Regions from separate parts of the Mus musculus genome. Here all the other regions are linked to region 1. The links are chromatin contacts, called in public HiChIP or PLAC-seq, Micro-C and promoter capture Hi-C maps. All regions are on one chromosome and are shown on one strand. Each heading gives the region's core, a stretch centred on a gene start, on an enhancer-like site or on the middle of the called end of the contact. The rest is flanking DNA. Distances are from core to core; before and after follow the strand shown.

Region 1 (3,316 bases), core at 326-2,825:
AATCACTCTGGGATGGCACCTCCTGTAGCTACAATACCCAGAATTCTAATCAAGTTAACCACAACTCAAAATAATCAGTATTACTGTTTCATTAACTATAATATGAGCTAACAAAAACAAAATAGAGTTCCTTTCATTCCATAAAACGTTCTCTAACCTACTTAAACATGATTTTTCTAAGTTGAGTTATACAACTTAATCAGGCGGGTAATTTTCCAGTTATCAACACAGCATCTGTCCCCAATTAATAAAATAACATCTGCACATGTATAATATCCTTAACTGATCACCTGTAACCCGGAAAAGCATGTTTTCTTTCTCTCATAATAGTACATATCATTTCTAGTGCTCTCCCCCCCCAAAAAAGTCTTCACTATCACATTTAAAAATTTTGTGTGTGTGTGTGTGTCTGCAACAAACTATCACGAAATGATCTGCTGGCTTGTGGCCACTGAAAGGGACTGGTACCCACAACTTAAGCAGTTTCCTATCAGGTATCCCAATGCCCTTGGCAACTGCATCTCAGTCCTTGCCAGCACACATAAACACTGATGCAAACACTGCCTGGACACCTGCCTCCGAGGATGCTTTGGATGGCTCCCTTGCATAAAAACACAAGGCATTTTCCACTTGCCTAGAGCGTGAACACAATATCTTCCCAAAACAATAGCAACGATGTCTGTGCCAAGTATCTCCCCAACAAGGTACTGGTCCAGCTAACAGCTCTAGAAAGGCTAGAAACGAGCCCGAGCACTCTTTCCCACCATGCAGTTCCAGATTCAGATCCAAAACCCAGAGGAACTCCAGATACCACTTCTAAATGCGTGGACCACAAGCGTCAGAAGGAGCTGACTTTTCAAAGATTTGTGTTAAATTTAAAAAAGAAGAAGAAGAAAGAAAGAAAGAAAAAGAAAGAAAGAAACCTCTCATTTGCTCCTTGCACCTCCTATCCTATTCTGTAAGGAATTAACCATGAAACACAAAAGTCCTGGGGTAATTTTGTTTCCTTCTTTTCCTCCTAAAGGCGAAGGAGAGAGGTGGAAGGAAAAAGAGACACCTGGCAGGTGGGTATGGCTCGGCCCGCCCCTCAACTTGGTCGGGACAGATCAGGCGGTGTCGAGGGCTCTGCGCCCGGAGCGCGGCCCGAAGTTTGCTACGGGTGCTGGGCTCCCGGGGCTCCGGGAGGCCGTGACGGTGGGTGGCATCAGGGTAGCCCCGCAGGGCATCCGGTGCACACCCCGCAGCGGCTGGACCCCGCGCTCGGGGGACCCTTCCTGGGCCGCGCGGACTGGCGCGCGCCTTACCTGACCAGCGGCGGGGGCCGTGGGAGGACGGACTGGAGGATCGATGGGAGGATCGAGAGCCACTCCGGCGGCGGCGCCAGGGATTGAGGGAGGCGCGGCGGAGGAGGAGCTCGGGAGCCGCGGGCGGGCGGGCCGCTTTGTCTCTACGGCGCACAGCCGACCCTACGTCACCATGGCAACCGCCACTGCCGGGGCCGGCCGAGAGCCTGAACCCCTAAGGCACCACGGTCCGGGACCCCGCCAGCCCTGAGACCCACGCCCTTCTTCTCAGCAGTTGGGTAGTGTGGAGGAGACAAGGACCCCACCCCCAAACACCCGGAGCCACTGCCAGTGTAGACACTCCCGAGTCTCAGAGTCCCTTGCCAGAGACAGGAAGGCTCCAGAGAGCCCTAAGCCCAGAGCCAAATCTTATTGCAGTGCAGGCTCTGCTTTGCTTTCTTACTCTGGACATTCCAAAGCTCTAAGGTCCCCGTCACCACCACATCTTTCTTTTATGAAGCTCTGCCCTCGAAACGGAAATTCACTTAAGGGAGAAGAAAGGACAGTACAAAGTGATAAACTATCACTTTGAGCAACTGGTACTCCGTGCTCCTGTTGCGGCTGCTGCATCAGACACCACCACCACCACCACCACCACAATCACCACCAACCAACCGCAACCTTTGCCTCTGCTGCATTTCTGGTCTCCCACAATCAAGCCAAGCACCTGCCTTGCCAGGGGCTCCCGTGGGAGGGAAAGGGAGCCTTGACTTCTGATGATAAATACGAGATGTTAAACCGCAACTTTTACACACAGGCTTCAGTGTGAATGTGAAACACTGCCACACTGCTTAGGGACGGATTACAACTGCTAAGCATCCACCATGGGCACCAAGTGACAGAGCCACCGTCTAGCTGCATACTGCCGACCTTGACCCTTAGGAAAGCAACTAGGCTCCCTTGGGAGTCTAGATAGCCTCTCCTGAGGAAATTTTTGGAGAAAGAGGGAAAAGTACCAGCAGGCCTTGGGTCATGCTTTTTTTTTTAAAGGACAGAGCTAGAGGGCAGCTCCCCTGGGTGAGTCACTCCTCTATACTATGTTTTCTTGAAAGTTCAGTGACTAAATCCAAATTCTACAGTGTCTTCCTTTGGACCTCAAGAGCAGGCCATGGACTGTCCTGGCATTTGTGAATCACCAAAGAAGTCCCATTAACATGCTAACTAACCCCCTGGAGAGCTATTGTTTTCTGGGCTTTCAAGCTGTCTGAGAAGGACACACCGAAACAACAGCATTACTGAAAAACAAAACAAACAAACAAACAAAGACGTTACCGATAGAGGAGGCTCCATGTATTAACTTATAAAAATAGAAGGTCCATTTTATGTACTAAAATGAAAGCATTTCACTCCTAAGGAAGGTTGCCTACTTTTTTTTTTTTAAATAAAAAGATCAGTAGGTGGGGGAGGGGGGGTGCACGCCTTTAATCCCAGTACTTTGGAGGCAGAGGCAGGCAGATTTCTGAGTTCCAGGCCAGCCTGGTCTACAGAGTGAGTTCCAGGACAGCCAGGGCTATACAGAGAAACTCTGTCTGGAAAAACCAAATAAATAAATAAATAAATAAATAAATAAATAAATAAATAAATAAAAGATCAGTGCTTCCAGATGAAGTCAAGAGAACGAAATCTTTCTGTCACGCCATTAAGTCATTTGAAGATATGTATCAAAACTCAAAGTGCATGTATGTTTCTCCCAGCTATCTGAATCTAAGAAATGTTACACAGAAACCCATGAATAGATAATGAGAGCTATGCAAGAGTGCAACATACCCCCACTTTTCTACCAGCAAAAATTTAAAACAAAGTATATGTGGACCAACAGTGATCTGGTTAAATTAATTTGGTACGGTTGCACTGTACCAAATGTTGCCACTAAGAATAAATTTAAAAATAAAATAAATTAAAAATAATAAAACATACAATAAATACATATTCAACTTCCTGTTGAAAGAACAATGTTGTGGACACCTGCAGTA
Region 2 (3,316 bases), core at 470-2,969, 250 kb after region 1:
GGCCTATCAGTGGCAAGAAAGCCACCTACTTTTAGAACTGAGCAGGGTACCTGAGTGGGTATTTCTCAAAGGAAGACACTGGGACCATGGAATGAAGCCACAATGAACTATCAGCACAAATCTGCTGGAATTGGCTAGTTATCAAAAAGACAAAAGCTAACATTAACAAGGATGTGGATGAAAAGGAACTGAGATACTGCGAATGTCAGTTAGCATAGCGGTTTTGGTAATCAATATGGAGATCACTCAACAACTTCAAACCAGAATTAGCACGTACTCTAGCAAGCCCCTCCGAGCTTGTTATGAAGGGATTGAAGGTCAATGTGGGCAGGAGAGAGGTATCTACACTTCGATGTTAATTTTGGTGTTACCCACATGGAAACAATCTAGGTGGCAATCAACAGAGGACTAAGGCAAGTGTAGCCTGTGCACACACAATACAATATTAGAACAAGTTCTCGGGCTGGGGAGATGGCTCAGCGGTTAAGGGCACCGACTGCTCTTCCAAAGGTCCTGGATTCAAATCTCAGCAACCACATGGTGGCTCACAACCATTCGTGAGGAGAACTCCCTCTTCTGGCGTGTCTGAAGACAGCTACAGTGTACTTACATATAATAAATAAATCTTTAAAAAAAAATGACCCTGCTAACCTAAGTGAAATAAGCTAAGCAGAGCAGGGCAGGTGGACCGATTTCACACGAGGAGCATAGAAAGGAACAGAATGGTGGTCACCAGAGGCTGGGTGTGGGGAACAAGATGGGGGCATGGAGATGTCTGTCAAGGGCAAGTTTGACTGGTCTTTTGTAGGGCACAGCAACCAAAGTTGATAATGAAGTGATGCACATTTCAAAACTTTAAAACGAGTGAACTCGTAAGGTTCTTACTAAAAAATTTCGAGATGACAGACACATTAATCAGCTTAGCTATCTCTTCTTATATATAATCCATGCATTTATCAAAAGTCCCCACTGCAGCCCAGCAATATACACTACCAACTGAAATGCAGGAGTAGGCACAGGGCAGAGTGCATGGCAACTGTCCTGCAGAAACGTTCACAGGCCTTCCATAAAGACTTTTTGGACACCAAAAGCTCCCAAATGAGATCAGCACCCCAAGAGTCCCAGGCCTTGACACCAACCCTCTCCGCTCATACCTGCTCAGGGCTACCTGCCTTCTAACCTAAAGGGTACAGCCTGGAACCCAGCTGATCACCTTTCCCAACACGTGCGTGCCCACCCTCCAGCCCCCACCCTCGGAGGGTTTTCGGCCCACCTCTGCAGCTGTCGCTCCTGAGCTCCCATCTTCCCAGAGTTGAAAAGTGCGCTACCCCCAACCCTGCCCCCCTCTCAAAAACTTTGGGGCACCATCCTCCCGGCTCGTGGCTGCGCTTTGACCTTTCCCCCTTTCTCTGCTGCCACGATCACCACATCCTGCCGGCTCCACCTTCAGGTTGTGTCGTGATCCTACCCTTTCTGCACTCCCACCGCCACCACTACAACCCGTCCCTGTCACCTTAGCCAAAGTGCCCTTCCTTCCGGTCACTGCCTTCCCGGGCCCAGCTGCTCCCCTAGGTTTCACTCCTACGCCTGGCCCATCCAGCCAACCACAGCGTCGCCGCCGACCCCACCGGCACCCCATCGCGCATGCGCGGGATGGGGCGCGCGGAGCCGAAACAAAGCCCAGACCCCCACCAGTGCCAGACACGCACCTGCAAAAAGCGGTGGGGACCGTGGAGCAGGAGAGGCCTGGGGCGGGGCGCTCCACGTCCTGGTGCCAAGCCCTGGCTGCAGCGGCCCCTGCCGGAGACCCGGAGCGCGACATACTATTGGTGGGACCACGAGTCAGTGGAAGGAGAGGCGACTTGCATGTGTCTTTGTGACCTTCCAAGGCTCATTCCACTGCCCAAATAGGTCAAGAACTACCTACCGCCTGCTCTGTGGCCTCCTTGAGCACACTGGGGGATGCAATTTCAGCACAGAGCTTAGCAAAATCAGAGTCGATTCCCCTGAAAATCTGTGGCCTGGCGAGTCGGTTCCGGGCTAGCCCAAACTGCTCCAACACAACCTAGAGGTTATGATCACTACTGCTGGTGCAAGATCGACTAGCTTTAGGGACAGACTTCTCTGGTCAGGCTCATCAGCATGGCTTTTCTAATACTTCAATTGGTGATGGAGCCAGGGAACCAGAAAGGGAAATAATCCGAGAATTTGGGAGCAAACAGTTCACATTTATCTTTCCCAGGTTAAAACTCAAATGTCGCTGGGCGTGGTGGCGCACGCCTTTAAACCCAGCACTAGACTAGGGAGGCAGAGGCAGGCGGATTTCTGAGTTTGAGGCCAGCCTGGTCTACAAAGTGAGTTGAGTTCCAGGACAGCCAGGGCTACACAGAGAAACCAAAAAACAAAACAAACAAACAAACAAAAAATCTCTCCTCGCCTCTCCTCTCCCCTCCCCCTCCCCCTCCCCCTCTTCTCTTCTTTTGGTGTTGGAGATGTTGAACCCTGCACCTTTCTCGTGTTATGCAAGCACGCTACCACTGAGCTACATCTCCAGCTCTTCAGTTGCTTTTCATGCTTGTGACAATAACTGCCACACACGTTAATTCTTTACTATCAATACGTGGAGGACAGGGAGAGACATTCAGCTTCTTATTGCATATGTAGCCCTCCATCACCCACGGGGTCTGCCATTTCTTTCTTTCTTTTTTTTTTTAATTAGGTATTTTCCTCATTTACATTTCCAATGCTATCCCAAAAGTCCCCCATACCCCCCCCACTCCCCTACCCACCCACTCCCCCTTTTTGGCCCTGGCGTTCCCCTGTACTGGGGCATATAAAGTTCGCAAGTCCAATGGGCCTCTCTTTCCAGTGATGGCCGACTAGGCCATCTTTTGATACATATGCACCTAGAGACAAGAGCTCCGGGGTACTGGTTAGTTCATATTGTTGTTTGAGACGCTGTATTTCATCAAAGTCCAGGAGACTTCCCCCACATCCCAGCTCTGATGCTCCGGCCACTCTAACCTTTCTTCTAGGCTTGGAAAGGCCACCTTTTCCCAACCTCACCTCACACAAGAGATGGTCTGAAGTGGAAATTTCAGGTAGTGTCATGTGATGCAGACTCACATGGTGTCTTGCTGAGGCAAGATCCATGGAAGGACACCAAGAGCTTTGAAGAGAGTATAAATAGGACTCAACAGAATGGGGTGAGATGCTTGCTTAGCTAGCTTTGCAATGCTTCATTGGTCTCCAGCCTTTGCTGATCTTTGCTTCATTGATGGAGTTACGGCAAAGAACGTTTCCCGGTGTCCCAGCT
Region 3 (3,316 bases), core at 371-2,870, 190 kb before region 1:
AGGCTCTGCTGTGATGAGACCTGCTAAATATTACCAGGAATACAAACAAAACAAAACAAAACAAAACAAAACAAAACAAAAACAAAAAACTGCAGGCTGCCTCTTAGAACAGGCAGCTGATGTGTGTCTGTATTCATGTGCTGGGACATCCCACAGCAAAATTGGTATAACTGTAGATCTAATCCCATGGACAAGGGAAAGTGTAAGAACAAAGATTTTCCTAGATGTGAAGACAATAAATTCAGCCCATGGTCCTTTGAAATAGTAGATAGGATGCAATTGGGGCACTAGAAGCCAATAAATTCTCCTTAATCTCTCTCTGTCTCTCTGTCTCTGTGTCTGTCTGTCTGTCTCTGTCTTTCTCTCATACACATGCACACACAGAGAGAGAGAGAGAGACAGACAGACAGACAGACAGACACAGACACATTTGCAAACACTAAATAGTAAACTTGAAACATGGAGTCAACCTGCTATTAAGTGTCAATAATGTATCTAGTAAAGTCTATCTAAAATGACAGGAGCACCCCCTCTGCCTGGTCTCTCTCACAGTATAGCTCTCATGCCTATGGAGAGTAGGTTTCACTGTGCATTCTCCAAAGGCAACATGCAACACCCACAGAGTCAACTTATTCCTTTTAAGGAAACAAGCTTGCCAGAAGTTGTGTGAACCCTGGCATTGCTTCTGTTCCCATTACCTTCTTTCTTGGTCTCCTGTCCTCTGAACATTGCCAGACACTTAGCCGTTCTGTGGACTCTCTCAGTCTTCTGAATGTATCTATTAAACCAATAACTGTTCTTACTCTAAATCTTCTGACTGACATGGCACAACTTCGGACATCTGCATTCCTCAAAATAAGACTAAGCTGCCCTGGTGCATTCATTTGTAGAGCATTTAACAATGGGTTGAATCCATTCAAAGTAGTTCTGCAGCTTTTACAGGCACTAGTGTATTTCATCTTCACAAAGAGCACCTCACCCATGAGTCTTTTATAGCCACCACAGACACTTGTATAGATCTTTCATAACAGCTTAGAGGTTAGGGGTCTATTTGAAAATCTCCAATAAAACCCCATGAATCCCAAGGTCAGGAGCCCCAACTTTATACATATCATTTGGAAGCAGAACCTCCCTTTCGGTCCCGTCCCCACTCCCCCGTGATTACCTAGGTGGACAAGCTGGCCGTTACCACCTGGTAGGGATGCAGCTCTGGAAAGGAGTGCCATGTCACAGAAGTCTGACAGCCATGTGTCCCTTCCCCACCCCCACCCCCTGTCCTGTCCCAGCCACAGACTCGGGGAAGCAGCCAGTCATTTACCACTACCATTTCTGCATTCTTACTCTCCACTCAGCACCCAAACACTCACTCTAAAGTCGGGATCATTTTAAAGATAGAAAAGAAGAACACACCTCTTCACATGCATTCTTTTAATAGCATGAAAGTCATGGCTGAGAGGTAAGCACGCTGTATCTGCTCAGCATCCCTTTTACTTTCATAGTGTGGGTGATGGGCACACCATTAGTGGGACAAAATCTCTTTGGGAAGCAAATGAGGAAGGAGCCCAGCTCATTAAAGAAATGCAACAATGTTACATCAATGCAACATCTGAGAACTTCCTCCTGTCGTGGCGCAATAGCTCCCCTAGGTCCATATCTTCAAGAACTTGTGATTAGTCCTTCAAGCGCAAAGCGCTGAGCCAGTCTCCACGTTTCTCAGGAGGAGTTCACACAGAAGACCATGCTCATGTCCTTTTTGTAGCCTCCTGTGTTTGGATTGATGGGCAAGCTGAGATATGACAGGCATTCGCTCAGCTCCAGAACTCTAGGATATCAACAAGGTAACAGCCCAGTAGAGTTGCCAATGTATTCACTACATTCAGCTTTCCCCAAGCAACTTCACATCCATTGTATTCAACCCAGACTAAACTATCTGGTTTACTAACCAGAGAGTGAAAACCACAAGTGACTCGTCCAGAATCATACAGACAATCTTGTGGCCAGACTTCTGGTTTCTCAGTCCATTGTCTGCCCTTCCCAGCAGGGCACTGTACAGTGCTTCTAGCTTGCTGTCCCTATTTTGAGGAACATTCTCCATCTTCTCTCAGGCTGCTTGTCAGCTAGCAATGCTATGTAACTAGACCTTCATATTTTAAAAAAGGAAAGAAACACACTTCTTTGAAAAAACATGAAAAATTCTTCTTTGACAAGTACATGAAGATTAAAAAAATAAATGTGGCATCCCTCTGTATTGCTGCTTTTGTGGATGTCTTTTCCAGATGAAAAGGCCCTGCTGGGGAATAGTTCACTGACCTCTCATTTCTATGTACACATAATACTCCTTACTAATAGCAGGACCTTCGCACTGGGAAATTATTTGCTAAATATTTCCCACTGGCTCACAGCTTGGCCTGTCAATTTCCGCCAGATGTGAGACATCTGGGCTGGTGCAACGAAACAGGACAAATTCAAAGAGATGTATCCCAGATGTAGGAGAGGACAGCTGTCCTCAGGAGTCTGTCACAGGGCCAGCTCAGAGTGTTCAAATTTCCCATGACCCTGCTTCACCTGCATCTCACCATAGCTTGTAGATGACTGAAAAGCACTCACGAGGTTGACCAGATAGCCACATGAAACATTAAGCTGACAGCCACAGAGAAGCGGTGATACTCCATGCTTCGTGATCATATGATGGTGCTCAAGACCCTGTGTCAGGGAGTAGTGTGGAGCCCACTGTCAGGTGAAGGACTTCAAAGAAAGGTTGCCATCTGAGGATGGAGCTCATTCTTCTCTTGTCCGGGTGGCATTCAGGCACACTGATCTGATGTGCCCTTGGCTTTGTAAAAACCAGTGGAGATCCTACTCATACCGTTTCTGTCTTAGGAAGGGTCACTGGCCCCAAATGTTTGCTTGGGGAGGTGACTGGAAGAAAAGCTTGTTCCGTACCAGGTTTAGAAATATCTGGGAAAATGCTTTGTAGTCGTGCAAATTTCTGTAAAAAGGGAAAAGAAAAGATGTTGAGAAACTAGTCATTGGGAAAACTTGGCGGTTGTCATCTCTCCCCCTGAGAGCTGGCTGGACACTTCACTGTGGAAGTTCTTGCTATACTCACCACCCCTCATTCTTTATAAGCTATATGTGCCACCTCCCTGATATTTCCAAATCTCATCAGGACACTCACTGATTCCAGACTTCAGTGATCTGTATCTCCTACTGTCACAGAACAGTGTGGAAAGTCAGTGCCTATGGAAGGAGACATCTGCCAACAAGAAACTGACACAGCCTTCTTAAATGTATTTGTCTGACCATTCTAGTTACT
Region 4 (3,316 bases), core at 266-2,765, 170 kb before region 1:
GGCGCTGGGCAGAGTGCAGAGTGCACAGGGAAGTCATTATCTTTGGGGAATTAACACTTCAGTTGGTTGAGTTGTTTGGGTTTTGCTTTGATGCTTAGTATTTCAAACCTTCGGACTTTGTGTGTGTTGGGCAAGCCTTGCACCGCTGAGCTGCCACCCTCCTTCCCCCCAGGCCAGACAAGTGGCTAAAGTGGGTAAACACACCACCACACACATACACATACACACACACACTTCCCATTCTGCCTCGCACGTTTAAACTTCTCATAACATCATTCTTTGTGGGAAGAAGGCAGTCCCGTGTTTCTTGAAAACTGAGAGCATACAGAGGCTTCCTCCTCAGAGCCACCCCCGGGGGGGATTTAATTCATGTTGCCTTCAGATGGAGGTGGCCTCTCTCAGAACCTCGCTGAAAGCCGAGGTGCAAAGGAACCTCGCTGAAAGCCGAGGTGCAAAGGCCGGCTCTATTAAATTACAGCAGCTGGGCTTTAAAATACCAGAGGAATTACAATGTTGGAGTCTGAGGGCTCTCACTGAAAGGAAACCTTTCAAATGTCTTGCTGCGTGCAACTCAATTTCCCACCACAGAAGCAGAGATGCGGTCTCTCCTGTTTGGGCCTCGGGCTCCAGCACATTTCTAAGGAAATCTTCATTCTTGGCCAGACCCGACCCCTCAGAGGCTTCCATGAAGAAGCAAGGTGGCAGACGAGCCAATAGCGAGCCTTAGCTGAAAAGAGATGATCGCTCCTAACTACCTCTTGTGGCCAGCCTAAGCCACCTGAGACCCTCTTTGAGATGGTGCCATGGTCACAAGGCACAAGAAATCAGGAGTCTAGGGACATGCTCCCGGTCCCATGCCCAAATCTAGGCCCATGTTGCTTTCACTGCAGCTCTCTGGCTGCACCCACAGGTGCCCTGTAACATGGATCCAATCCCTTGGAAACCTCTGGTGGGATCATTCACGCCAAGCCGCTTTTGATCATGATCTGTATCCTAACATAAGGGAGCGTGGGCCATGGATGCGGATGAAGGGAGGTGGGAGAAAATGGGGTATCAGAATGGTTGGAGTGCCCAATCCAGGGCCCCTGGAGACCCGGTCTCTCACGTGCCTGTTTCCACTGTCCCTGCAAGGGACCGCGCAAACCCCAGTGGAGCTTACCTTGGCCCAGGACACTGCATAGGAGAGCTGCGGGTCCCAGGGCGCTGTGCAAGGCAAGTCGGCGGTCTCGGAGCAAGCCACCGTCACCTCCCGCATCGCCATCGCGGGTGCCAGGCTGCAGGCTACAAGAGAGAGGGGGGAGAAACAGAGCGGCGTAAGCAAGGCCACCGAGGCGGGGTCGCGGGTAGCACCGAGCGATCGGGCTTGGGGGCCGTACCGCAGCCTAGAAACAGGAGCTGGAGGCCTTGCGACATGGCTGGAGCGCTGCGACACTGTCCGGGCCGGCCCCCTGGGCGCGCGCCGTGCTCTTGTACCCGCGCTTGGGACTTCCCCGCGCGCCGGCCCCGGGGACTCCCCAGTCGGAGGAGGCGGGTAGCCTGGTCCCCGCCCCGCGCGCGTCCCCAAGTCCGCGTTGCTGCTGCGGCTGGCCAGCGGCAACAAGCAGCTCCGCGGAACCGCCCCGCGCCCTGAGGCTTCGGAAGCCGCGATGGCACGCGCCACCCCAGCTAGATGACCCTCAAACCCATCGAGTGGGTCATGCAGATTCAGATAGGGTGGGCAGCTTCCTCTGAAACCCAGGGCTGTGGCGACCTGCTACTCTCCAGATTTTGTGATAGGGACAGACACCCTAGGCTTCCTGAGAAGTGGCAAACGCCTGCAGTCCTTGGCTTGCTGCCTTCTTTCGGGTTATCGCTCGGCCTTGTTTACGTTGTTTGAGCAAGGGAGATCTTTTTATACTAAAGCATTAATTACACACATGCTCATAAGTCTTTTAGAAAACAATGTCTAAAAGAATCTTGAGTCCATCTGCTTTGCATCTGCTCCCCAAGGCTCAGGGACCAGGGGGAAGACAGGACAGAAAGATTTTAAGTGCCAGAGATCTGGAAGGAGAACGGTGTCTGCTGGACATGACTCTGAAGTCACAGGAGCAGTGATGATTTTCACATGCTCAAGGCAGGCAACCTTTCAGCATACTGGGGGAAGGGATTCACAATTGCCCACCCCTAACTGGGGAGCTATGGATAGTTGGCGGCTATGGAGGAGGGAGACCACCCTCCCCCCACAGGTCAATCATTCTCCAGTGGACGCCCACATCCAGAAGTGTATGGCCATCTCAAATTAGATTTTTCTTTTAAATAGATCAAATCACCTCTAATTCCCAGAAGCAACCCCACTTAACATTTTGGTGTACTGACTATTCTATGTCTGTACCCTTATACAGCATTCTAATACTGTTCCCTTCCCATTATCTTTTTCATCCTGTGTTAGCTTAGTTTAACAGTTTACGAGCAGTTTCACAATACTAAAAATAGTTTCAGCAACTGCTTGGTGGCTGTGCCATATTCCATTGGGCCACAAATTAGAGCCCATTAGGTAGTGTTGGGCACTTGGATGGCTTTTTTACTTTATTATTTTTTCCTTCAGATATGAAGGCATTTTGTTTTTACCAAGTCCACCCCCCACCTCCCCAACTCCAACTCCTCCCAGATCCCTCCCTCCATCTCCCTCCCAAGTTCATGTTCTCTCTCAATCTCTCATATATATTACATATATACATATATATACACATATGCATATGCAAATATACATATATACATCATATAATCATTATACATCATATATACATCATATGCACGTATACATGTACATATATACATATACATCACATGTACATATTTATCATATATACATTTATACATCATATATACATTATATATACACACACACACATATCCTAGCAAATCCAATTGGTCCTGCCCATTGCATGTGAGGGTAGGTCTGTGCATTGTAGCATGGCAACCTATCAGGGGTCCCATTTCTGAAGGAAGCTATAGGAATGCCCACTTATACACAGGTATAAGGTAGGGAAAAGGTGATTCTCCCCCAAAGTTTACTTCAAAGGAACAGTTTGTCTTACTGGACATGCGCCCTGAACCAGTTCAGGCAGGATCAGCCATCCCACTCTCCTATTAGATAGAAGTAGCGCATGACTGAACAAAGTCTAAGTTTGATGGACGTTAAGGGGAGATAAACTTACTGCAAAGCTCTGAAGCTTGATGTGGGGTCCTAGGCTACCCACAGGTTGTTTGGAAGTAGGGGAGCTGTGCACAGTCCTGTGGGGAAGGATCGCAGGCTGCCAGGTGCCTTATTAGAAGA
Region 5 (3,316 bases), core at 408-2,907, 150 kb before region 1:
TGAGACATTTTTGTAAGGGTTTTCTAACCAGACTTCCCTGGCTGGGAGCGTTCCAGGAATTTTGTCTTTTAAATCAGGCCCCAGCCTGTTCCTGGCTGCACTGTCTGAGGCAGCAGTACCTATAGAATGAGACTGGAAAGAAAAAAAACAGAGCTGAAGAGATAACTCAGTCAGTACAGTGCCGGCTACACAGCACAAGGGGCTGAATTTGGTCCCCAGGAGCCATATTTTAAACAAAGCTTTACAAAGGGTATAGTGGGCTTGTGATTCCAGAAAGCCTCAGACCCCAATGAGAGACCCCCCCCCTCTCAAAAACCAAGCTGAATCACTCCTCAGAAAGTGACATCAAGGTTGACCCATGGCCTCCACATACTTGTGTACACACACACACACACAAACACACACACCACACATATACACATACATACAACACACATATGCACATACACACATGTGTACACAAAGACACGAGTATACACACACACACACACACACACACATGCACACATCTACATACACAGGCATGTACACCCCCCATATACACAAACACACACACACACACACCATGTACCACACACATACATCAGACACCACATATACACACCACACACACGGGCATGTACACATACCACATACACAAACCTACACACATACCACATACCATACACATACACCATACACCACACACACACAAACACACACCACATATCACACACATACACCAGACACCACACATACACACACACACACACACACACACACACACACACACACACAAACACACACACAAGTAAATATACTGGAATACTTAGACGTGTGAGATATTTGTTCTCCTTGAACTAGCACTTACAAATGCTACCTGCTAGAGACTGAAAGAGTTGTGGTTGAGTTGGTAGGAGGTTTTGGTTTTTGTTTGTTTGTTGTTGTTGTTTGTTTTGGTTTTTTTTTTTTGAAACAAGGTCTTACTATGCAGCCAAGGCTGGCTTCTAACACACGGATTTTCCTGCCTCAGCCTCCTAAGGGCTGGGCTTATAGGATTGAGCCACCACACCTGGTTTACATGTTTGCTTGTGTTTTAAATTCAGCTTTTTTGTATGGTAAATTAGCTGGTATTCTTCCCACTGTATGTGGAAGACAATGGGATTAGGTGAGACCCTACTCCTACCCAGGTAGCCTCTGAAGACAATGTGATCTGGGTGGTAACAGCATTTGCTTATTTTGGGGACGGGGTCTCACAATGTCTGAAGCTCCACCTGTCTTGGAATTAACTATGTAGACCAGGCTGGCCTGAAACCCACCAAGCTCCGCCTACCACTGTGTTTCCAGTGTTATGATCAAAGGCCTGCCCCACCCCCACCCCTGGCCTGGGCCTTAGTGCTGCTGTTGCAACTCAGAGACTTCTTTTCTAACAGTCAAGTGTTCTACCACGGAGCTAAGCACCAGTAGGTGCAGACCTTTGTTGGAGTCCCCTCCAGATGAACGAGGTATCTGGTATTTCACAACACAGCACTCTGCAGCCCAGGCAGGCCGCTGGGTACTGCTGGCCAGGCTTCTACAGCTGGTCTTAGTGATGACAACCCCAAAGCAGGCTGGGCTCCAGGCTCTCCACTCGTCAGCCACCTGCCGAAGGGACCAAAAGAAGAACTTTCAGAGGCCGTCACGGGTCGTCACATGCGCCACTGTGATGCTTAGCCGCTGAGGGGATTTTGGGGAAGGAAGTAGCCCTGACATCATAGAAACATAGAAGTGAGAAAGACTTAGGGTGTTCCTCTTGACCAGGCACCCCAGAGGGTTGGGAGCCTACTCTGACCTTTCGGGTCTCACTCACTACGTGTGTGTACTCTCTCCTTACCTGGTTGTTGGCCAAATCTTTGTCCTCCAATAGAACTTTCTTCCAATATGAGGTCTCACTTAACACCAGTCTATCTGCATTGCCATTGTACACGCCAACTACTCTGTAACTCTGGGAGAGCATCACATGATTGCTAATCTTTTCACTTCAGCCCAACAGAAAAAATACATCAGCCCACACCTGCATTTTCCTACCTGGGCTCATCTTTTTTATCTATACTGCATCATCATCATCATCATTACTACCATCATCATCATCATTATCACTACTACCACCATCATCATCACCGTCACAGACAGGGTTTCAAACATACAGAACTAGTCCACAATTTGCTATGTAGATGAAAGTACCCTTAACCCTCTTCTCTTCCTGCCTCTACCTGCCCAGTGCTAACATCACAGATGTGCACTACCACACCCAATTAACTTGATGCTGGATAACAAACTCAGGGCTTTGTGCACGATTCGGCAAGCATTCTATCAATTAGACTACATGCACAGCCCATGTCTGCCACCCACACTATCAATCCCATAACCATGTCTGCGTGGATTATTTCCAATCCTTTAGTCCTCCTTGCTTCAGGATGATCCATCCATGGTTCTCATCGTGGGATTTTTCAGTAGCTCTCAAGGAATCTGTGGTGGGTGTTTTCCCGTCTCCCTGATGTTTGGCTTGGCCTTAGAACTCACTTTGAAAGACAGATGTGAAAGTGATACAACAGAAGTTTTTAGTGTGCTTCCATGGTGAGACTTAGCCTCTTGTGTCTCTGCCCTCACCATGAGAAGACGTGCCTCAGGCAGTGCCAGTCCCTGCAGGAACTCTAGGAAGCCAGCCCAGAGTAGGCTTGTAGCTGGGAGCCAGGCCCAGAGGAACAGAGCCAAGATCAGCTGAATCCCAGCCAATCCTCAGCCATACGAAGAAAAAAATAAAAAATAAACGTTTGTGATGCAAGCCACTGGGATTGAGGAGATGTGTTGTTATTCGACATTATTGGAGGAATAGACGATGAGTTAAATGGCCAAAATGAAGTGCAGGCAGTGGCCAGACACATAGCAGGCCTTGCACTCCAGGAGGTAAAGTCCTGACATGAAAACTTGCTTCCTCACCTCAGCCCCTTTATAACTCGGCCCTTCTCTTGCTGTGTCCCATATGTCAGCACCTGCTCGTGTTTAATATAATTCCTTCACAGACTATGCTTGATTTACTAAATGCTCACATATTCAAAAGCTTACCAACAAGACTACAAACTCATTGAGAGCAAGGACCTCGCCAGTTCAGAAGGAGCAAGAATTACAGATAGTGTTCCACTACCTCCATCAGGGTCTTCCCTTGTTTAGCTGGATGTATGGTCACTGTGTCCCGCACAAGATCACGCATGCGGGGCGTGTAAGATGCATTAATTGTCTGTGGCATACGCACTAGAAAGGCAAATTTCAGGGGCCATTTGCCTTATAAACCTGATGG
Region 6 (3,316 bases), core at 435-2,934, 130 kb after region 1:
ACTCAGGACCTCTGGAAGAGCAATCGGTGCTCTTAACTGCTGAGCCGTCTCACCAGTCCATGTGTAAAATCTTAATGAATGTCAAGGTTGTTTGATGAGGCTTGGAGCCCGTGGGGTCCATCTTGGCTACCAATATGTAGAACATGGCTTCCATTGAACTCCTTTTATTTTAGTATAAACGAAAGTTTTAGTGTTTTTTAAATTCAGTGGCGTCATGTAAACATGCTGTGATTTGTTAAAAAAAATGTAGAGCCGAGGTTAGAGTTATGGGGCATTTTATTACTAATGAACAATGGAGTGTCTAGTGTGGGTAATTTAAGATGGAAATTAGGCAGAAGGACTGCTACAACTGGCTAGGCGCTATGTCCATGGGAGTCTTCGATTAAGTCACCATTGACCCATTCGCTTCAAAAACAAAATAACTAGTTCTCTATTAACCAACCATTCCATGCTTATACGGTCCAATCAGAGCCAGCATATCATCTCCGGAAGCTAACACAGCATCGGAATCTGTACCATGTAGATTATGGGAGTGAAGCCTGATTTTTGCCGGGCTAAGGAAAGGGTAGGTTAAACAAAGGGAAGTGCCGAAAACAGACTAGTAATGCTATGTGGGGGTCAGAGAGCAACACTTGGCAAATTGTGCCACACGGGTTGACCAAGCACTCTACTGAGAATTGCAAAGTAGGAAGTCTCCTTTTTTAAAACTCTGCTGACCTCAGTAAATATTTCCATGTTTAAAAAAAAATGGGCATAATTCTCTGCTACCTAACAAAGAGGCCTATGATGAGAATTAATGAGCTTATAAAATGTTTTGACGTCTGTCTCCAGAAGCCCTTCCTAAACGCTCACACAGTTCGCATTCCTGCCCTTTGACGATCTGCCCGTCTTGATTGGTATTCCTAACGTGGCTGTTTCTCCCCCATTAAGTTCACTCGGACTCCTCATAAATTAATTAATTAACGAGAGGGTCACTCATGAAGCGGGAGACTTCGCCTTCAGAAATGGTTTCCAAGGGCCCTTTATTGACCCGCTAGCTAGGCGGTAAGGCGTTAGAAACCCCGGGCTCAGCTCCCGGCGGCGCAGCAGGGCTCGATTGCTCTCGCCTGGGCGCGCTGCGGCCTCCCGGCGGCTGAGGGGGACGGCCCGTCGAGACGCGACGAGGCCGCCGGTCGGCGCAGCTAGGATCCCGCAGCCACCGGAGGCCCGCGGCCGAACCCGCGCCCGCGTCCTCGCCCGCGCCGGCGAGCCCCAGGCCGCGGAGAAGGCCGTCCGCGCGCGCACCAGGCCCGCCCCTCGCGCCGCGGCCCGCCTCCTCGCCTGGCGCCGCCCGCGCGCAGCGTCTCGCGCCGCCCGCCCGCTCGCTCGCCCGCCGGGAAACAGCCGCGAGAGCAGCGGCCGCCGCGGCCGCTCGCACCTCCTCGCAGTCTCTCTTCCCCGCTTCACCGCGTCGCCCAGGGCCGCGCGCCCTTCCGCCCGCTCCCCTCGCTGTCCCACCGCATCGCTCCCGGTCGCGTGCCCGCCAGCGCCTGGCCAACGCTCCCTCGCGCCCGCCCGCGGTCGGTCTCCTCAACCGCCGCGCTCCGCCGGGCCGCGCGGCCCGCCGCCTGCTTCCGGGGCGGGCGGACTCTGGGCGCCTGGTGCCGGCGGCCGCAGCGACAGCGCCCCCGGGAAGCGCAGGAGGAAGCAGGGACGAGTGGAGGTGCCGCAGGCTGAGTCGCGGCCGGGATGTCCGGGCAGCCGCCGCCACCGCCGCCGCAACAGCAGCCGCCGCCGCCGCCGCCCGCCGCCGGGGCCCCGGGCTCCGGAGTCGCCCTGCCCGCGGCCGCGGCCGCCAGCGCCGGCTCCTCCCCGGCCGGCTCGCCCGGTGGAGGCTTGGGGGCCGCAGCGGCCGCCCTGCTGCTCCACCCGCCGCCGCCGCCGCCGCCTCCCCCGGCCACCGCCGCGCCGCCGCCCCCCGCCTCGGCGGCCGCCCCCGCCACCGCGCCGCCCGGCCTGGCGGTGGGCCCCGGCCCGGCCGCAGGCGTCCCGGTCCCGGGCCTGGCGGCGGGCAGCAGCGCCGCTGCCCCTTTCCCGCACGGCGACTCGGCCCTCAACGAGCAGGAGAAGGAGCTGCAGAGGCGGCTGAAGCGCCTCTACCCGGCTGTGGATGAGCAGGAGACGCCGCTGCCCCGGTCCTGGAGCCCGAAGGACAAGTTCAGCTACATCGGCCTCTCGCAGAACAACCTGCGGGTGCACTACAAAGGTACGGGGCGCGGGGTCCGGCGGAGAGATCGGACGGTGCGGGGCGAGGCTCTGGGCGAGGGAAGGTGAGAGTGGGGTCCCAGGTGGGAAGGAGCTGGGATCCCTAGGCCCGGAGCTGGACGCTTTGAGGGAATCCGGGATGACCAGACACATCGCACCTTCTGATTTCCTGGAGATAAATCTATGGGCCGGAGTTGGGTTACATTGTTCTCCAGGTGGAGGGTCAGGCCATCTCCTCTTACGCAGCAGGGGTGAGAGGCACGATTCCGAGGTACAGTTTCTAATTAAGGGAGAACAGAGATCCACAGGAGGGGGAGGGAGGCGTGATCAGTGGAGGATTTGTCCCAAATTAGGCCAGAGATTGTCTAGGGGGACAAAAGGACAAGGGGCCCAAGTTGGCCATCATTGCACCTTACTGAAAGCAACTGGGAGAGGAACCTCAGGATTCCCTGTTTTCTTCGGGGAGCAGACCCCCCCCCCCTCCGGATTGGAAATGCCCCGTGTTTCCGGGTTGGTGTTACATGAAGTTTTGTTGAAAACAAGGGTTTTAAAACATACCGATTAGCATTTTCAAAAACAAAAAACAAAAAAAAAAAAACCAAAACTGGCTTATATTTTGCACCTGCAGTTAACAAAGTTAACCACCTTAGGCTGCTGCTTTCTCCCATCCCCACTTTTTCCTAGGTTAAAACAAAGCTTTAAGCAAACTGGTTGTATAGAAGATTATAAATGCCAGTAAGGGGTTTTTGAAATGTAGCTCAGATTAATGGCATACGTCAAGTTTAGCTGTGTGGAAGGGGCAAAGAAAAAAATGCAGTGGTATCAGTTTGAACACAGTCGGTGTTTTAGGCCCTAAATCTAAAGCAGAGGATTTTACATTCTAAGCAGGCTCATTTTGATTGGCTCTAAAGGAAGGGTCTTTGGCTCCTAGTGAGGATATAAACAACCTTGCTGTAAGATTCTGAAAGAATTCAGAACAGGGTTTGCGAAGACTCTTGACAAATCGGCTACTATTTAATTAGAAACGCTTATGGCAACAGAAATCTGCTGAATGCTTTGGCTGTAAAGAATC

What was found. Promoter capture Hi-C pulls out the DNA fragments that hold promoters and counts their contacts. A called contact is a pair of places that touch in the nucleus more often than the background predicts. HiChIP or PLAC-seq counts read pairs in DNA pulled down with a chosen protein or histone mark.
Region 2: a Micro-C map of embryonic stem cells shows a contact between it and region 1, with 4 times the contacts expected there. The contact joins the promoter of Sirt5 here to the promoter of Rnf182 in region 1. A contact is called at or near these places in 1 of 484 Hi-C or Micro-C datasets (embryonic stem cells) and 1 of 9 other capture datasets (liver).
Region 3: a contact with region 1 is called in an H3K4me3 HiChIP or PLAC-seq map of bone marrow-derived macrophages, with 3 times the contacts expected there. The contact joins the enhancer-like site here to the promoter of Rnf182 in region 1. A contact is called at or near these places in 2 of 39 promoter capture datasets (3T3-L1-derived adipocytes and pre-B cells), 1 of 15 datasets of contacts at CTCF or cohesin (CD8 T cells), 3 of 484 Hi-C or Micro-C datasets (bone marrow-derived macrophages and embryonic stem cells), 2 of 115 datasets of contacts at active chromatin or transcription factors (bone marrow-derived macrophages and stem cell-derived neural progenitor cells) and 2 of 9 other capture datasets (adipose tissue and macrophages).
Region 4: a promoter capture Hi-C map of embryonic stem cells shows a contact between it and region 1, with 2.7 times the contacts expected there. The contact joins the promoter of Cd83 here to the promoter of Rnf182 in region 1. A contact is called at or near these places in 2 of 39 promoter capture datasets (both in embryonic stem cells), 1 of 484 Hi-C or Micro-C datasets (embryonic stem cells), 5 of 115 datasets of contacts at active chromatin or transcription factors (CD8 T cells, craniofacial prominence, embryonic stem cells and 2 more) and 2 of 9 other capture datasets (adipose tissue and pancreatic islet).
Region 5: a contact with region 1 is called in a promoter capture Hi-C map of hematopoietic stem and progenitor cells, with 2.2 times the contacts expected there. The contact joins the enhancer-like site here to the promoter of Rnf182 in region 1. A contact is called at or near these places in 1 of 39 promoter capture datasets (hematopoietic stem and progenitor cells), 5 of 115 datasets of contacts at active chromatin or transcription factors (CD8 T cells, embryonic forebrain, memory CD8 T cells and 2 more) and 1 of 9 other capture datasets (adipose tissue).
Region 6: a contact with region 1 is called in an H3K4me3 HiChIP or PLAC-seq map of embryonic stem cells, with 15 read pairs. The contact joins the promoter of Ranbp9 here to the promoter of Rnf182 in region 1. A contact is called at or near these places in 2 of 39 promoter capture datasets (frontonasal cranial neural crest and maxillary cranial neural crest), 1 of 484 Hi-C or Micro-C datasets (embryonic stem cells), 2 of 115 datasets of contacts at active chromatin or transcription factors (embryonic stem cells and pancreatic cancer cells) and 1 of 9 other capture datasets (adipose tissue).

The regions. Positions count from the first base shown.
Region 1 is chr13:43,614,056-43,617,371 of GRCm38.p6, reverse strand. It overlaps Rnf182 (ring finger protein 182), which reads right to left and starts at 1,575. Exons shown (of 2, transcript NM_183204.4): 1 at 1,305-1,575.
Region 2 is chr13:43,363,938-43,367,253 of GRCm38.p6, reverse strand. It overlaps Sirt5 (sirtuin 5), which reads right to left and starts at 1,719. Exons shown (of 9, transcript NM_178848.3): 1 at 1,710-1,719.
Region 3 is chr13:43,801,230-43,804,545 of GRCm38.p6, reverse strand. It overlaps Cd83 (CD83 antigen), which reads right to left. Exons shown (of 5, transcript NM_009856.3): 5 at 1,413-2,989. The coding sequence ends at 2,861. Among named protein-coding and RNA genes, the nearest start is that of Cd83, 18 kb to the right of the region's middle. Within about 2 kb of position 1,620, at least 7 of the 459 cell types and tissues checked have an H3K27ac peak or open chromatin away from gene starts, as enhancers often do. A contact at or near this core is called in bone marrow-derived macrophages, where this site is marked.
Region 4 is chr13:43,783,311-43,786,626 of GRCm38.p6, reverse strand. Cd83 (CD83 antigen) reads right to left here and starts at 1,515. Exons shown (of 5, transcript NM_009856.3): 1 at 1,377-1,515; 2 at 1,160-1,281. The coding sequence starts at 1,413.
Region 5 is chr13:43,763,767-43,767,082 of GRCm38.p6, reverse strand. No RefSeq gene overlaps it. Among named protein-coding and RNA genes, the nearest start is that of Cd83, 20 kb to the left of the region's middle. Within about 2 kb of position 1,657, at least 107 of the 459 cell types and tissues checked have an H3K27ac peak or open chromatin away from gene starts, as enhancers often do. A contact at or near this core is called in CD8 T cells and hematopoietic stem and progenitor cells, where this site is marked.
Region 6 is chr13:43,479,341-43,482,656 of GRCm38.p6, reverse strand. Ranbp9 (RAN binding protein 9) reads left to right here and starts at 1,684. Exons shown (of 14, transcript NM_019930.2): 1 at 1,684-2,245. The coding sequence starts at 1,729.